5 separate regions of the Mus musculus genome follow, and all the other regions are linked to region 3. A link is a contact called in public HiChIP or PLAC-seq and Micro-C data. All regions are on one chromosome and are shown on one strand. The core of a region is the stretch at or near the end of the contact, and the rest is flanking DNA. Distances in the headings are between cores, read along the strand shown. Region 1 holds the start of Hsp90aa1 (heat shock protein 90, alpha (cytosolic), class A member 1). Region 2 holds the start of Cinp (cyclin-dependent kinase 2 interacting protein). Region 3 holds the start of Ckb (creatine kinase, brain). Region 4 holds the start of Wdr20 (WD repeat domain 20). Region 5 holds the start of Adssl1 (adenylosuccinate synthetase like 1).

Region 1 (2,958 bases), core at 366-2,865, 980 kb before region 3:
CCACAAATGCAAAGGTCTCCAAAGCTTTAACTTCCTTGCCCAAGATGTACAACTGAGCAAACAGCCATACATTTTTCCTATTTCCTAGCCCAGGTCCTGAAGCTCCCTTTAGATTAACAATTTTGTTGAAAAGCTCAGGACTTAGCACTAAGGCTATGTATGCCAGACTGCTCTTTAACTCTTCAACTCTCCAAGTTAACCCTCTCAAGCACTTACTGAAGTTAACCAGACACCCCCTACAATTGAATACATTCCTTTTGGCCTATGCCTACCTGTGTCAGTCCTCACTGTGAAGGATCCCCCAGCTGAGGACTCCCAGGCATACTGCTCATCGTCGTTATGCTTCGTGATGACAGTCACTTTCTCAGCAACCAAATAGGCAGAGTAAAAACCAACACCAAACTGGCCAATCATAGAGATATCTGCACCAGCCTGCAAAGCCTCCATGAAGGCTTTGGTGCCCGACTTGGCAATGGTGCCAAGGTTATTGATCAAGTCGGCCTTGGTCATTCCAATCCCGGTATCCACAATGGTCAGGGTTCGGTCCTGTTTGCTGGGAATGAGATTGATGTGCAGCTCCTTCCCCGAGTCCAGTTTACTGGGGTCCGTCAGGCTCTCGTAACGGATTTTATCCAGAGCCTATTAAGAAAAGATTAAAAATGAAAAAACCGTCAAGCGCAAACCCCAAGGTGAAATTTTCAGGGAAAGCAACGTCCAATCCTCCAAGTGGTATACTCACGTCCGATGAATTGGAGATGAGCTCCCTCAGAAAGATCTCTTTGTTCGAGTAGAAGGTATTGATGATCAAGGACATTAACTGGGCAATTTCTGCCTGAAAGGCAAAGGTCTCGACCTCCTCCTCCTCCATTGGTTGGTCTTGGGTCTGGGTTTCCTCAGGCATCTGGAACACAGAGGACGACTCTAAAGCCTCACAGAATGGCTGCAGGCGTGCTAACGACCGCCCCTCCTCTATAGAGGTCTCTTACCGACTCTATTTTGGACTAAGAAAGGGACGAAATAGAAAAGGGCGACGGGGCGGGGGGTGGATGACAAAGGGATGACCTCATTTCAGAATGCGGTAATTACGAAGCGCATGTGCGCGCCTCCGGGAGGACGTTCGGACCCGGGCGGCTCCACGCACGCCGTTCCTAACGGCCACCCTCCCCCAACCCGCCGCTATGGCGCCTCCCTCGCCCGCCCGCGCCTCGGCGGCACCGGCGACAGCCCAACCCTCGCTTCGCTCGCCCCGCGCCCGCCTCGCCGCCGCCACCGCTCCTCCTCGGCGGCCATTGCCGCATCCCCGGCCTGGGGCGTAGATATGAGGCCCGCCTGGGGCCTAGGGTCGGAAGCCATGGCCGCCCACCTCCGCGGGCTGAGGGAACTCGGATGGTGGCCCCGCTGCCGCCGCGGCGCCAGCAACCTACGGCCCTGCTCCCCAAGCCCCCGCTAAGTCCGCCTGCGCCATCACTCACCGTGGCTGAATGAACACGCACGAGACGTGACGCTCCGCACCAGGACACTGAAGCAACTGGCGCGCCGCCCCCTGCGCCGGCCTTATATAGAGGCGGGCCCGCCCAGCGCGCGGCGCTTCTTTCCAGAAGCCTCCGGAACCTTCCGGAAGAACCCTCCCCAACCGTCGCCTCGGCCGCGCGCCCGCGCCTGCGCAATGGACGGGCCCCGCCCCTCCACCTGGAGCGCGCCGAACCCGCGCGGAGAACGAACGCAAGCCCCTCCTCCACAGCCAGGTGCTCTGCACATGCGCAGTCCGGAACGCTCGGCGGGCCGGGCGCCTTCCCGGGCCGCACGCGCGCGCGCGGACGGGCCGGCCAGCGCATGCGCCTGAAGCCTCCATGTGAGCCCTGTGGTCTAAGGCTTCTTTTCCCCGGCGCTCTGTAAAAGGGACGTCCCCATGGGAACGCGCGCGTGTTGTGTGAACCTCGCGGTCCTCTGCGGCGCTTTAGGTCCTTGCAGGCAAAAGGTCCCCCTTCGGGCTCCCTTTGGGAACGCGGACCCCGCAGGAGGCGAGTCCCGCCCCCCCCCTGGCTTCCACCTTGATGGGTGGGGCGCCTCCCGGACTGGGGTTCTGGTTGCGTAGTCTGAATTTCAGGGCTGACCCCGCTGGAGTGTGTTCTGAAGCCTTACAGTGGGCTTACTGAGAGACCTTACACGGTGGGTCTTACAAATCCGTCCAGAGTGCTTGGGGATTTCTCTTTGACCAAAAGCTATGACCCTCAAATTGGGCGTTGTGAGGGATTTTGTATCAAATTTGTGCTACCTTAATTTACTGTAATTTTGGGGCTGGAAAGATGGCTCTTCCAGTAAAGGTGCTTGGGTTTGATATCTGCCACCCAGAGCGTGGGAAAAAAAGCTAGCCTTCAGCGCTGTGTCTCCCACGTGCCCATACACACACACACTCGCACAGTGTGAAAATAAGTGTAAAGGACTAGAGAGATGGCTGGGAGCAGTTAGTGGTGCCAAACACGCACGTTAAGGCAGCTCACAACCACCAGTTACTACAGTTCTTGGAAATAAACTATCCTCTCTGGCCTCCACGGGCACCAGGAACACACATGGTGCACAGGCACACGCAGTCAAAAAATGGTCATATAAAACACTCTATCCTGATTTTTGAAGCACCTTCATATGGTGTACATACGAAGTTACTTTGGGCGATTAACGTGACCCAAAAGATAGTTTCCTTGTTTGTTTATCTTTAATATAGGCTTCGGTTTCACTCCCCATACCTTTCCTTTGGGTTACTCCCACCCTGTATTTCCTATTTCCGCATCTTTTCCTGCTGACAAAACGATTACTAAGATTAGAAAGAAAAGGGCTGGAGAGATAGCTCAGTGGTTAAAAGCATGGACTGGTCTTCCAGAGGACCCAGGTTCAATTCCCAACACCCACAAGGCAGCTCACAGCTGTCCATAACTCCAATATCTGACACCTTCACACAAA
Region 2 (3,140 bases), core at 448-2,947, 780 kb before region 3:
TCAGCTTCCAGTTTTATTTTTCTGTAATTTAACAAAACCTTCTTTAGGAGACTATACTATTTTGAGACTCTCTTCTTCTGACTTCCAAATTTAAACGCAACCAGAATTTATAGCTAAAATTCTACTTGTATATAATTGCTAACTTATCTGTAAGTTGCAATAAATATATTTGCAATAGTTAAATGCAAAAAGGGAAGTCATTGTCCTGGTTACTTTTGTGGTTAACTTGGTCAACCTGGGAAGAGAGAACCACAGTGTAACAACTGTTCGTGAGGATGTCTGCATGGTGAATGATGTACAAGGGCCTAACTCTCTGTGGTGCCGCAGCCCTTGGGCAATTGGTCCTGGGCTGTGTAAGAAACGATCTGAGGGGCTGGAGATGGCTCTGCGGACCTAGCACCCAAAAGAGGCTTACAATCAGCTGAGATTCCTATTCCAGAAGATACCATGTCCTCTTCTGGCCCCTGTGGATACAGCTGACACATGGTACGTTTACATAAATGTAGGTATTATACACGGAGAAGAAAATCCTAGGAAAAAGCAAGCCAGTAAGCAGCTATTCTTCATGGCTCCTGCCTCTGGTTCTGCTTGGGTTCCTACCGAGTTCCTTCATAGATGGATTGGGACCTGGAAGGGTAAGACAAATAAACCCTTTCCTTCCCAAGATGCTTTTTGGTGACGGTATTTTACCATGGCAACAGGAAGCAAGTTGAACAGTTATTTCCATCAAGAAGTCTTCCTGGACTCTCCCCCCCCAACCCCCGCCGCCGCCGCCCCCACTTCCACCCCTGGTTGCATTACGAGTCACTGCAGTAGACATATTATCTCCTATTCGTTGGCTGTCATCACATCCCCTAGTGAGTCAATTTCTTCTATTTCTTAATTCTATTTTCTCCGCAGGACTGAGTTCAACCACAGTAGGAGTTATGTCTTGTTCCCTCCCATAACTTGCACACACAGCTGATTGAGAATCAAACGGGCTCCATGGAGGAACTGCTCTCACCTCCTGCATTACATTCGTCCTTCTTCGGTAGGGGTCCCTAAGGGTGAGGATCACGGCTGACTAAGTTTGCCGGACCCACTTAGGAACCAAAAGCACAGCTCTGACTTCTAGACACTCAGAGACAAATGGGGAGATGTCAGTAATGTGAGTCGCAGGGCAGCTGGTAGAGAGAGAGGCACAGCAGTTTAGCTGCTTACCTCTTGTAAGCTACCAAAGCAAAACGGGACTCAGCAAGCCATACGCTAACGCACTGACCCATGCGACACGAACCGACAGAGACAGCCTTTATTACACACTGCAAGCTCCACGGCCCGTCTTACTGAATGCCGGAGTTTAGGGAAGGGTTCTCCGAGGGGCTGGCACGTCAGGCTTGGCTCCAATGTGCTCAGGGATGCTCTGAGCGTCACACCACTGACACTTCACGCACATCACCGCACTCAGACGACACTCACACCGTAATGAACAAGGCTCCCGGCAGCCCACGAGGTCCAGGCGCGCCCTGCATGTCACGTCGCGCGCGGACTCATGACCTCCCCCACCCACCCTCCCACCCCTCATGACCACGTCCACGACCTGCAGCCCCCACAACTAGGGAAACACAGCACTGTCACGCACCTTCCATGCGGCGGCCCACAGGTAGATTCCTGAGAAGACCCAAAAACCCGCCTGCGAACTGAGGAAGTGACGTCACTTCCGTCCTTGGGCCCGCCCACACTTGTGGCTCTGCCGCTCTAGCCCTCCGCGGAGTCACTGCTACTCTCTGAGGCCTAACCCGTTGCCTAGGCAACAGGCTCCCAGCAGCCCCTGCGGCCCGGAGTCCATCCCGCCTCCTCCGGGTTGGCGGGGCTGAGGTGTCCTGAGGGGCTGCCGCGGGAGGTGAGTTCGGGAGCGCGCGGGCGGGTGCCGGACGCCTCCGACGTCCCCGACGCCGCCCCTCGCCTTTCCTCCCCCTGGCAGAGCCGCCTTCCCCTGTCTCAGCCCCTCAGCGTCTCCACAGCCGCGTCGCCGTCCCCCTGGCAGCCGCCGCACGCGGCGCATCTGTCAGCCGGAGTCTGTGCAGAGCACCGGGCGTCGCAGCGTTCGCACACCGCCCCGGGCCGCCCTGGCGTCCCGGCTCCCCTCGCTCCTCCCCTCCTGCCCCACCCTGCATCCCTCTCGCGGCCGGCTCCAGGCTCCTCAGCCTGGAGATTGACATTGCGTTCTGTTCTGTCCCCCCGATCCTCAGCTGGATCCCTTACATTGCCGCTGGCTTGGCCGCCCAGTAGGAGTTGAGTAAGGGTTGGTTAAATGGATACCGAATGCCTCCCGGTGTGGCCCCCGAGGCGGAATGGACAGTGAATGGGGTGACCCTGGGTCAGACTCGGGGTCAGGTCATTGCGCTTCCCCTTCCTACCCGTTTACTGGAGCAAGTGTCAACTTCCTAGCTTCAGTTTCGTCATCCGTAAAATGATAAGTTTTTATCTTGGGATAGTGGAGGATTAAATGGGTCAGTGCATGCATGCACAGCCGACCGTCCAGGGTCTGACTGAATATGATCAAGGTTAGTCTCTGCTGTCACCCACACGGCTCTGTGGGCTTCGCTGCTTTTTCCTCTAGTCCCTTAAGTCTCTGGTTTCCCATTTCTTTCCATCTCCGTCTTTACTTTTCTTTCCTACCCTTTGTGCTTCCTTTCTTTCTCACCGATATTCAGGTATTTTTCTGTTCCATTTGTTGGCAGCATGTGAGGTGTATCGTTTTGTCGTTGACTGGAATGATCATTTGCAGCCAAGGTTTTGAAAACTTTTGGAGCAGGGAGTTGTGGGAAATCAGGTCCTAGGTATGAAGTTGCTCTAGTCTCTTATCGCCAGAGAGTCCTTGTCTTCGAAGCTGTTACACTTTTTGTACCTACTCGCACCCAGCTGTAATGCTGATATACCTGTGATCATTTTGTTTGTTTTTGCAACCTGACTTACAGCCCGTGTTTGTTCATTCATTGAGTGTTTACTAGACTTCCCTCATGCCAGTTGCTGGGCCAGGCCCTAGGGGTGTATGCTTACACTTCACACCTAGTCACTCCCTCAGGAAGGTTGGAGTCTAGCTCTTGAGATTTCAAACCTGAGAATCCCGTCTGGTTTGGGAATCATGGATGGGTAAAATG
Region 3 (2,980 bases), core at 475-2,974:
GGCACGATCCCGGCGGAATAAGGGGGTGAGAAGGTGGAGAGAAAACAAGAAGCGCCGGCTCCCAGGAGGAGGGCGGAGAACAGACGCCAAAGAGACTGGTCACCACCCTTGAGTCCCTGGAGACTGCGGCCTCCCGCAGCGCAAGGACCACAGTCATCCGCAGAACCAAGGTCACCTGGGCGGAGGGAGGCACTGCACAAACTAGGAATTCAGGGCAGGCCCCACCTTCTAGGGACTGGGGGGGGGGGGGGGCTCGTACCATATGCCACGAGCATCCGGCCAGTCCCGGGCCATGCCGGAGGCCAGCAGCAGAGGCGACACAGGCTTATCGAAGAGGAAGTGGTCGTCAATGAGCTGCTGCTGCTCCGCCTCAGTCATGCTCTTGAGCGCGTAGTACCTGCCAGACAGGTCGCCATCTAGGCTGGACAGAGCTGCGGAGTGCAGAGTTCAAGGACAGGGTGGGCGGGCGAGCAAGCCCGCCGCCCCGCCTGCAGCAGTGTGTCCCCGCGGGCGAAGGTGGGTCTTCGACCCTCAGTCCCCAGTGGGAACGCGCGCGCAGAGAAGAGCGCAGCAGCTCTGGAGGCTGTTACCCGACCCCTACCTTCTACTGCCAGCTTCTCGATGGCGCGGCGCTCCCCGCGGCTGCAGTGCGGGGGGAGACAGAAGCCGCGGATGCTGCGGCCTGTGCGCACTCGCGAGCTCAGCACGTAGTTGGGGTCCAGGTCATCGCCACCCTGGGAATACAAGGTGGTGGCTAGAGTGAGCGCCGAGACCCCTCTCCCCAGCACGCCCGGACCCTGATTCCCCGCACCTGCAGGTTGTCTGGGTTGAGGTCGGTCTTGTGCTCATCACTGGGCTGGTAGCCGCCGTGCCGCTCCTCAATAATGGGGTCGAAGAGGTCCTTGAATACGTCGTAACTCTCCTCGTCGCCCGCCACTGCACCCACAGTCATGATGTACGGGTGGCCTGGAGGAGGGGCGCGGCGACAGTGACGTCACCGTCAGGCAGGAGCAAGCCGAGGCTCTTAAGGCTAAGCGCGGAGAGGGGAACAGGGGACCCCAGCCCACCGAAGGTTCAGGGAAGAGCAGTGGGATCCTTGCCCGGGGGGCTTCTTGGGGAGGCGGAAGCCTGACGCTACAGGGGTGTGCATACCCGGATTGTCTACGCCAGTCTGAATGGCGTCGTCCAAAGTAAAGCCGCTCGGCGTGCACTTGGCACGGAGCTCGGCGTACAGCTCCGGGGTCAGCACCTTGGCCATATGGTTGTTGTGGCTGCTCAGATCAGGGAACTCATCCTCGGCCGGGAAGCGCAGCTTCTGCGTATTATGGCTGTTGGAGAAGGGCATGGCGGCGGCAGCGGGCTGCAGGGAAGAGCGGGGTCAGAGGAGATTTAAACACCGGCCGCCAGGGACCTGCAAACCACTTGGGACCCCCGAGACTTTCCCTGGACGCCACCAAGGTCAGCGAGGTCTGCATCGTCAGAGTCCAGCGCATCCCAAGTTCCCGGGCGGGTCCGATGAGCGCTCCCGGCAGCGAGGCTGCGCGTGATGCCCCGGTCCCGCACCCCACAGCGTAGAGCCCCGCAGGACTATACCCCTGGCCCTTGGACCCGCTCACCGGGATGCCGGACGAAGCAGGGGCGATGGATGCCTGTGCTTGCAGCTCCTGGCGCAGCGCAGAAGAACGACGGCTGCTCGCTGCTCCCTGAGCTCTTAAGGGGCGCGTCGCCGGCCTCCCATTGGCGGCTATTTATAGCCCATTCATTCCATTGGTCCGCGCTTTGGGGTGGTGCCGCCGCTTTGTCCGAGGCAGCAGCCCTTGACACCCCCAGCGGCCCACCCTAGCGGTCCCCAAGTCTCGACCCCGCTGCGCAGTTTGGCCACCCCGGTGGTGCTCGCACAGGATCCCTAAGACGAAACCCCAGAGCCATAGATATCCTAGACCTGCTTCACACACACTGCCGGGGGCAGGAAACTGAGTCTGGGAAGCCAGATGGCACTTGAGGCTCCTGCCTTCCCTGTCTCCTCAGGCCGACTGCGTTGTAGAGAGGGTCATGGTGAGAGTCCAGGTTTTTAACATTGGGTACAGCATCCAAACACCGCATCCAGGCCATATCCTCAAGAGCCACAGAGCCGCCGACCTTCCTCAAGGTGCCTGCGGGCATCTCCTGGGTGTTCTTGGTGCAACACCAGAGGCGCAGTCTGGCTGAGGTCCCGCCCGGAAGCACCCAGGGTGTTCTGACCTTGGGCGGGCTCTAAGGAACACCGCCAAGACCCTTGGACCCAGACCCTGAAAGATTCAAGACATTTAGTTCCTAGAGACTGTTTTTGAATCTCCAAATTCTCATCTCCTGTCCCTTTTCTCGGGGGACCGGTTTCTACCACCGCACCCACAAAGAACTCCCCAACACCGGCAGGCAAACTGGGGGTGGAGGAAGCACCAGTCAAAATTAAGCTCATTAATCAGATCCAACACATTGAAACAGTCTCTCTCCCCGTGCCACCCCCCCCCACACACACACACAGGGGAAACCTGGAATTTGACCACAGCCAGTGCCAGGTGTGAATTGGAATGTGTGAAGATAGGCGTTCGCACCTTGCCTGCTGCAGCTGCCAGCAGCTTCATCTTTTTCTGGAAAGTAATTTGGCAGTATTTGTTAAAAAATTTTTAAATTGCTCTATGACCTAGCATTCCCACTTCTAGGAATGCAGCCTACAGAAAGACGGTGTCCCTTCTCTACAAACAGATCAGGAAACGTGTAGAGGGAGAAAGTTTGGATTCGATCTGATGCTCATTAGGGAATGGTCGTGGGTAGAAAAGTGTGGTAGATGGTGCAGTTGATACAAATAGAGAGGTGAGGTCCTGCGTGGCGGCACACCCTTTCTTTTTTTCTTTTTCTTTTTTGGTTTGTTTGTTTGTTTAAGACAGGGTTTCTCTGTGTAGCCCTGGCTGTCCTGGAACTCACTCTGTAGACCAGGCTG
Region 4 (3,171 bases), core at 639-3,138, 930 kb before region 3:
CATGGGAAATTTAATATTATGGTTGAAGGTCAATATACTTTTTTTTCAGTTTTTGCTGGCTGAGGTGTCCCCTCCCAAAGTATATTTTCCCCCATTAACTAGAAATTCAAACTGAATTCTTTTTAGATAATTCAGGCTGTTATTTATCCTTCAAGATGACCATTATAAACATGTTTTTGGTACAAAATAGCATAGCTATGGGAGCTTGGGATTATCCACTGAACACCCCCTAGTATTTTTAAGAGTTGTGATCCATATTTGCATTTTATGGAAAAGACAAATTTGCATTCATAGGAAAAGACAAATAACAACAAAATGAAATTTAAAGTGCATTCTAGGGATGTATTAAGAAGACTTTTAAAGTCAGGTGATGGTGGCACATGCCTTTGATCCAGAACTCAAAAAAACACCAAAAGAAAAAAAAAAAAACCACCAAAAAAAAAAAAAAAAAAGGATTTTAAAGCTGGGTGTGTGGTTCATGCCATTAAGCCCAGCACTTGGTAGTTAAAGACAGATGGATTTCTGAGTTGGAGCCTAATCTCTGGTTGAGTTCCAGGACAGCCAGGGCTATTTAGTGAAATACAGTATCAAAAACAAAAACAACAAAAAAAGGATTTACTGTAGTGCTTTTTTTTTTTTCTTTTGCCAGTTCTACAGGATGTTAGTCAAATGCCTTATTACATCACTGGCACAGTTTCTACTGTGTCTGTACTTGCTTCCCACTACATAAAATGGCTATGATTTATACTTCTTTAGAACACTCCCCCTTGTGTACAATTAATTTTTGTGAGGTTGGAGTCTCGGTCTGTGGGCTCGGGTAGCAGCCTCCCAGCTCCGGGCTCAGGCATTCCTTCTGTCTGGAAGCACAGGTGCCCACAGTGTACTGGGCTCGCTCTACAGACAGGATTTCTCAGGGATAGGTCATTCTTCGTGTAACATTTTCTCCGCTCTAGAATTCTATTTTAACGTTTATCACTTTAGAAGCCTTTGTATTCCAGTGCACACACCCAGAAATCGAAGCATCAAATGGTGACTGTTAGGTCCTACTTTAATGTGTGCGCTTGCCTTCACCTAATACTTTGTACAGGATATTCAGCACAACTCGATGGTTCTCCTGGCAAACAACTTCAGGTTCCGTTTGAGGCTTTAAGAAAATCAATTAGCTTAACCTTTATTAAGAGGCACAGGAGACAGAAGTTCCGACAGAACCTACTTTCTCAAGAACAAGCCAATGCTCACCAGGAAGGTTTCAGGTGAGACTTGAAAACACAAGTCCTGTACATTCATGCGGTTCTTCCCACCCCGCCTACAAAACCCAACCCAACCCAACCAAACCAAACCAAACCAAACCCTGAGCTGTAATAAAGCCCAATCCATCGATATCTTCTGTGAGACGTAGAGGGGCTTGTCACCAGGCATCGGTACCCCGCACCCAAGCGGACCGTCGGAGTCCTCCCTAGCTTCCCAGGGAGGATCGCGGACAGCTGGGACATACACGTCCAAACACCGGACTTCACTGCTCGCCTCAGGCTCTGCCGGGACCACCAGCTGGCCAAGGCCAACGCGGTGGCGTCTCTTAGGGATCGGGTCCCTCAGCGAAGCTGCAGAGCGAGACAGGAGCCCCGCACCAACGCTCAGCGCGCTCGCTTCGACCCGCACCAGGAGGGCGGCACCCAGGGGAGGAGCTTGCGCACGCCCCTCCGGGTGGAGCGCGCCAGGTGAGCGCGCGTGCGCAGTTGGACCATTAAAAACTAGCCCGCCCCCTTCGCTTCGGCCCGCCTTCGTGGGGGCTGGCTCGCCAGTGGGCGGGGCCGCGGAGAAGGGGGTGGGGAGTGGAGAAAGCGAGCGGCCGAGGACGGCGCCTGCGCGGTGGGCGTGATCCGGGCACTTAGGGCAGGATGAACGCTGCTTTCCAAGATGGCGACGGAGGGAGGAGGGAAGGAGATGAACGAGATTAAGACCCAATTCACCACCCGGGAAGGTCTGTACAAGCTGCTGCAGCACTCGGAGTACAGCCGGCCCAACCGGGTGCCCTTCAACTCGCAGGGATCCAACCCTGTCCGCGTCTCCTTCGTAAACCTCAACGACCAGTCTGGCAACGGCGACCGCCTCTGCTTCAATGTGGGCCGGGAGCTCTACTTCTATATCTACAAGGGGGTCCGCAAGGTACCGACCCGGGCGTCACCGGGGGCGCGCCGGCGGCGCGGGCCGAGGCCGGGAGCTGGGCGGTGACAGCGAGGCCGGGGTGACCGGTGGGGGCGGCCGGCACTTGTACTTTTGAGTGGGCCGGTAACTCCGCTGAGGTGCTCCGGAGGAGAGGGGGCTTCGGGAGTGAGGCGCCGGCGGCAGCGCTGCCTCCTAGGGGAGGAGGGGGCTCTGGAGCCGGGTCGCGGAGATGCCCCGGGAGTAGCCGGTCGCCTCCTCCCCCGGCGGGGTCTGTCAGGTTCCGATCCCGCCCGGGAGCGGGCCTGCGAGTCCCCGGAAGAGGTGCGGCGGCCGTTTTAGGTGGCCTCGCTTCCCGGGAGGCTCGAGAGTCCTGCCCTGGGTGAGAGAACCGGGACGCGAGGCGGCTTGGAAAGGTCCGTAAGGCGGAACCGGGACAGGGAGGCGGAGGACTTGGAGACTAGGTCAGAAAGGACCTGCTCGGCACGCAGGGCTACTCCACCTGCTGCCGCACTGACACTTCTCCTGGTGTCAGCACTGTTTCCAAAAACCTTTCCGGGAGGTCGCCTGTCATTGTCTCCGCGGAGGGAACCGTCTCCCGAAAGGTTTTTGAAGAGGGTCATTCTGTCCCTTGCAGTGTAAGAGGGCTGAGTACTCAAGACTAGGGAGGTTGGAATTATGTTTTCAAATAGGCTAAGTTGCTTCAGAGGTGTTGTGTGTGAGCGTGCCTAGATTTATCTTGTCTAACGAGTCAGGCTATGTCCCAAACAGGGAGGGATAGGCCTTAAATGCTACTTTAAAGTAACCAGCCAAGAACTTAACAGTAATTCTGTGACGCATGCAATCGAGTTTTAAAATGTCTCGTTAAAAGCAGCAATTTATTGGCGCTTTTATTTTATTTTATTTTTTTATTTTTTGGTCACTGGCAAGAATTGCTTATTTTAACTTTTGACCATTGAGAGAGTAAGGAAATGTATGCACTCCATAGCACCTCCAACGGAATGTGAC
Region 5 (3,337 bases), core at 72-2,571, 950 kb after region 3:
TTCCTCCTGTGACAACCCCCCCCATATTCTCCTGTTTACCCCTTGTCTCCGTTCCTGCATCAGCCTTCTCTGCCTGCTTTGCCTTCTGAGCACACCTTCCTGAAAGACCTTATCAGGGATTTCTGCCTGTCCCAGCCACTGCTCAGGAGATCTTGGCCTGAACCACTAACTCTAGATGCCACGTCTACTCGCTTGCCCCCTCCCCACTGTGGCACTGAGTGAGGTAGAGAAGGATATTGTAATCTGCACACAAAGACTGTAAGGCTCTTCTAAGAAGTAGTGTCCAGATCCGAGGCCCTGACTGCTTCAGCCATAGCAACTGAAGAGAGTGTCTATGTCCCTATGTGAAACAGAAGACACAGACCACCATGACCTGCACAGCCAGGGAGGGTAGCAGCAGTGTGGCTGAGGCTGACTGGGAATAGCCTCTCTTCCCCAAGCTGGGGGAGGGGGGGTGTCAGTCCCCCAGAGGGTGTGTCTAGTCTCACTGGTCTTGTGACAGTCCTGCGAACTGCCCCCAGGACAACTAGGAGCCTGACTGCTCTGTGAACCTGTCCCAGGGGTCAGTTAGCACACCCTGGAAGGACACGCACCAGTGGGGGGCTGGGGGGAGCATGCCACACAGGCCTCCCAGCCTCAGGACTTTCCCTTGTCCCTGTTTCCAGTCTGGACTGAGTGGCAGAAACCATCGACCCCGAGGTCTCTTGGAAAGTTGAATCCTCCTCTGCTCCTGTGTCCCTCAAGTTGCTCTGACCCCGAGCGGATGTGGGTACTTCATCTTACACTTGGCGCTGGGCTAGTAGCTAGCTACAGCCACCCAAGAGCTGCATATCCTGGGCCAGCAGGGGTGACTATGTGGCCTGGTGGAGAGAGATCGTCTTAGTTAAGGTGACTTTCTGGGCGGCTCTCAGGAGAACCGTTCCTGGTCCTGGACTCGAGGTTCAAGACGGGAAAACAGGTGATCCCGCAGGCAGATCCTCCAGATTAACGGCAAAGAAACATCTGTGGTTCTGCTTTTGTTAACCGCTCTCTTGCCCCGGAAAAAGCAGCCTCCTCCGCTGTTTGTGCAACCCCAAACCCTAGTCCTAGCAGGCCAGTGGGCAGGGGTAGAGTCCGGGTCGTGCAGCACTGGCACCTCTCACGTCCTAGGGTGTTCTGAGTCATCTGCTTGCCCAAGTCGTGTCGGGGCGTCTAGCACCCTAAGTGCGCGCCATCTGCAGCGACAGCGGCAGGGACAGGGAGCTGTGGCCGCAGGTCACCGAGGTGCGTCACCGCGTGCGCAGGACCCGCCCCCGGCCCGCCCCCCTCTCTAGGCGTCCGCATTTAATGGAGCGAGAGCTCTGGCGGCGGCGGGCTCTCGCTTGGCCCAGAGCAGCAGAGGAGCTAAGCCAGCATGTCCGGGACCCGAGCCTCCAACGACCGGCCCCCCGGCACAGGCGGAGTCAAGAGGGGGCGGCTGCAGCAGGAGGCGGCGGCGACAGGCTCCCGCGTGACCGTGGTGCTGGGCGCGCAGTGGGGGGACGAGGGCAAAGGCAAGGTGGTGGACCTGCTGGCCACGGACGCCGACATCGTCAGTCGCTGCCAGGTGCGGGCCAGGCGCCGAGTCCCTCCCTAACCTGCCCAGCGAGCCTCTCCCCTTCCCCGGGATCCGGACGAACCCCTTCCTCCTGTGCCCTGAGTGGGTCACAGCCTTTTGGATTCCTCCCTCCCAGGAGTACCTTCCCCACTGCCTAAGTCCTCCTTCCCACACACACCCTCTCACACAAAGCTCTTGGCCTCCCACCACCCACCCACCTCCTCCCCAGGGCAATGGCAGGAGCCCGAGCTAAAAATATAAGTCGCTGAGTTGAGGACATGGGATCCTCAGGGGTAGGGCGTTCCAGGGCGGTGATGGTGGGCCCTCCAGTGGGGAAAGCCCCAACGGGGTGGGTCGAGGTACCCTAAGATGCAGCAAAGGGTGAGAGCTGCTTTCTGAGAAGGGGGGTGTCCTCGGCGAGTCAGCCAGGCAGAGACAGGATGAAGATAGGTTTCTAACCTAGAGGAACGCAGGGTCAGGAGCCTAAAGCAGAGTTCAAAGGGGTCTGGCTGACATGGAGAAAGGAGGAGTCACAGATTTCCCGGGCAGGGTGTGACCCGGTGGCTGGTAGTGCTCAGAGAAGGCCAGAGACAGTCTTTGTGCCCTTGGCCAGCTGCAAAGTGCTCTGAGCACCCACATTTGTTCTGACTGACTCTGGACAGCGGGTGGGTACTCTCCTAGGGCTAGCTGCCTGCTCTCCTTAAGTCTCTGTGGTGTTGAGCTGCAGCTAACAGCCACACTGCCTCTGCGGTGCCATCCTCAGCACAGAGGGCTCGGTTTGAGGGAAGATACTCTGTGATACTGGGTTTGGAGCCACACTTATGGCTGCTGACCCAAATGAAGGTGGGAACACCTGCTGGAGTTCTGTCTCCCTGGTTCTGTGGCTTTCTTGCTGAGTTCCCGAGGACTCCTAGGAGGCCTCCGGAGGCATAGCTTGGTTCCCTGGGCCACATTTGCCCAGCTGGGGATGAGGATTTCTGGAAACTCTCTTAAGAATGAGGAGCTACCCTGCTCTCTCACCCTGTTCACCCCTCTCCCTTGAAGTCTCTAGGTCCTAAGGACAGACCTTGGGCCTCCTAAGCCCTACACCTTGCATGCATTGTCCAGCTATGTGTATGTAACTGGGATTTACTCCCAGCGGTCTGGAGTCCTGCTCTCCAGCGACCCAGCACCAAAGCCCCCACCCTTCCTCAGAGCCGTTTGCTCCTGTGGCGCCTACAGTCTTTCCACACAACTTGCTGGGTTTGGTCAGCACTGTCAGGGGTGAGCCTCGATGGTCCCAGGCTCCGTCTCCTTCTGCGGACACAGTTCTGGGTGAAGATGAGCTATCCCTGCTCTATGCCCAAGTCACCATGACAGATCCAGATCCCCATTTCTTGACAGGACATTCAAGGATCAGCACAGGGTCACAGTCACCCACTCAGAGGGGCTATCTCTCCCACCACCTGACCTCCCCAGCAGACCCAAACAGGTGTTCCCCTGAGGAATATGAGAATAGAGACATGTTTCTCTTCCAGTCTCTCGTGAACTAGCAAGTCAGGAGCCTCCCACAGAGCTCCTCTACAGGTTGGGAAACTGAGGCTCAGAAAAGTTGAAGAACCAAACTAACTGTTCCTTTGAGTCCCTTGAAGCCTTTATCATAAGCCAAGAGACCTGTCCTCTTTCCCCCCACTTCATGGACAAGGCAGAAGAGTCAGCCTTCCATCAAGCCCTCTGGAAATCAACTCCAGTCCTTTCCCTGAGTGCCCAGCCCCTGAGTCA

What was found. Hi-C and Micro-C count contacts between places; a contact is called where the count stands out from the background. HiChIP or PLAC-seq counts read pairs in DNA pulled down with a chosen protein or histone mark.
Region 1: a Micro-C map of embryonic stem cells shows a contact between it and region 3, with 2.7 times the contacts expected there. The contact joins the promoter of Hsp90aa1 here to the promoter of Ckb in region 3. A contact is called at or near these places in 1 of 39 promoter capture datasets (liver), 2 of 484 Hi-C or Micro-C datasets (both in embryonic stem cells) and 2 of 115 datasets of contacts at active chromatin or transcription factors (microglia and pancreatic cancer cells).
Region 2: a contact with region 3 is called in a Micro-C map of embryonic stem cells, with 2.8 times the contacts expected there. The contact joins the promoter of Cinp here to the promoter of Ckb in region 3. A contact is called at or near these places in 1 of 39 promoter capture datasets (liver) and 1 of 484 Hi-C or Micro-C datasets (embryonic stem cells).
Region 4: an HNF4G HiChIP or PLAC-seq map of pancreatic cancer cells shows a contact between it and region 3. The contact joins the promoter of Wdr20 here to the promoter of Ckb in region 3. A contact is called at or near these places in 1 of 39 promoter capture datasets (liver) and 1 of 115 datasets of contacts at active chromatin or transcription factors (pancreatic cancer cells).
Region 5: a contact with region 3 is called in an H3K27ac HiChIP or PLAC-seq map of embryonic stem cells, with 4 times the contacts expected there. The contact joins the promoter of Adssl1 here to the promoter of Ckb in region 3. A contact is called at or near these places in 3 of 39 promoter capture datasets (the 3T3-L1 cell line, embryonic stem cells and pre-B cells), 1 of 484 Hi-C or Micro-C datasets (cardiomyocytes), 7 of 115 datasets of contacts at active chromatin or transcription factors (embryonic forebrain, embryonic midbrain, embryonic stem cells and 3 more) and 1 of 9 other capture datasets (macrophages).

The regions. Positions count from the first base shown.
Region 1 is chr12:110,694,780-110,697,737 of GRCm38.p6, forward strand. Hsp90aa1 (heat shock protein 90, alpha (cytosolic), class A member 1) reads right to left here and starts at 1,616. Exons shown (of 11, transcript NM_010480.5): 1 at 1,473-1,616; 2 at 740-901; 3 at 273-639. The coding sequence starts at 901.
Region 2 is chr12:110,887,448-110,890,587 of GRCm38.p6, forward strand. It overlaps Cinp (cyclin-dependent kinase 2 interacting protein), which reads right to left and starts at 1,698. Exons shown (of 5, transcript NM_026048.4): 1 at 1,619-1,698. The coding sequence starts at 1,625. It overlaps Tecpr2 (tectonin beta-propeller repeat containing 2), which reads left to right and starts at 1,817. Exons shown (of 20, transcript NM_001289510.1): 1 at 1,817-1,879.
Region 3 is chr12:111,670,614-111,673,593 of GRCm38.p6, forward strand. Ckb (creatine kinase, brain) reads right to left here and starts at 1,725. Exons shown (of 8, transcript NM_021273.4): 1 at 1,617-1,725; 2 at 1,153-1,360; 3 at 812-966; 4 at 602-734; 5 at 260-431. The coding sequence starts at 1,345.
Region 4 is chr12:110,736,112-110,739,282 of GRCm38.p6, forward strand. Wdr20 (WD repeat domain 20) reads left to right here and starts at 1,889. Exons shown (of 3, transcript NM_027149.4): 1 at 1,889-2,166. The coding sequence starts at 1,918.
Region 5 is chr12:112,618,726-112,622,062 of GRCm38.p6, forward strand. It overlaps Adssl1 (adenylosuccinate synthetase like 1), which reads left to right and starts at 1,322. Exons shown (of 13, transcript NM_007421.2): 1 at 1,322-1,585. The coding sequence starts at 1,394.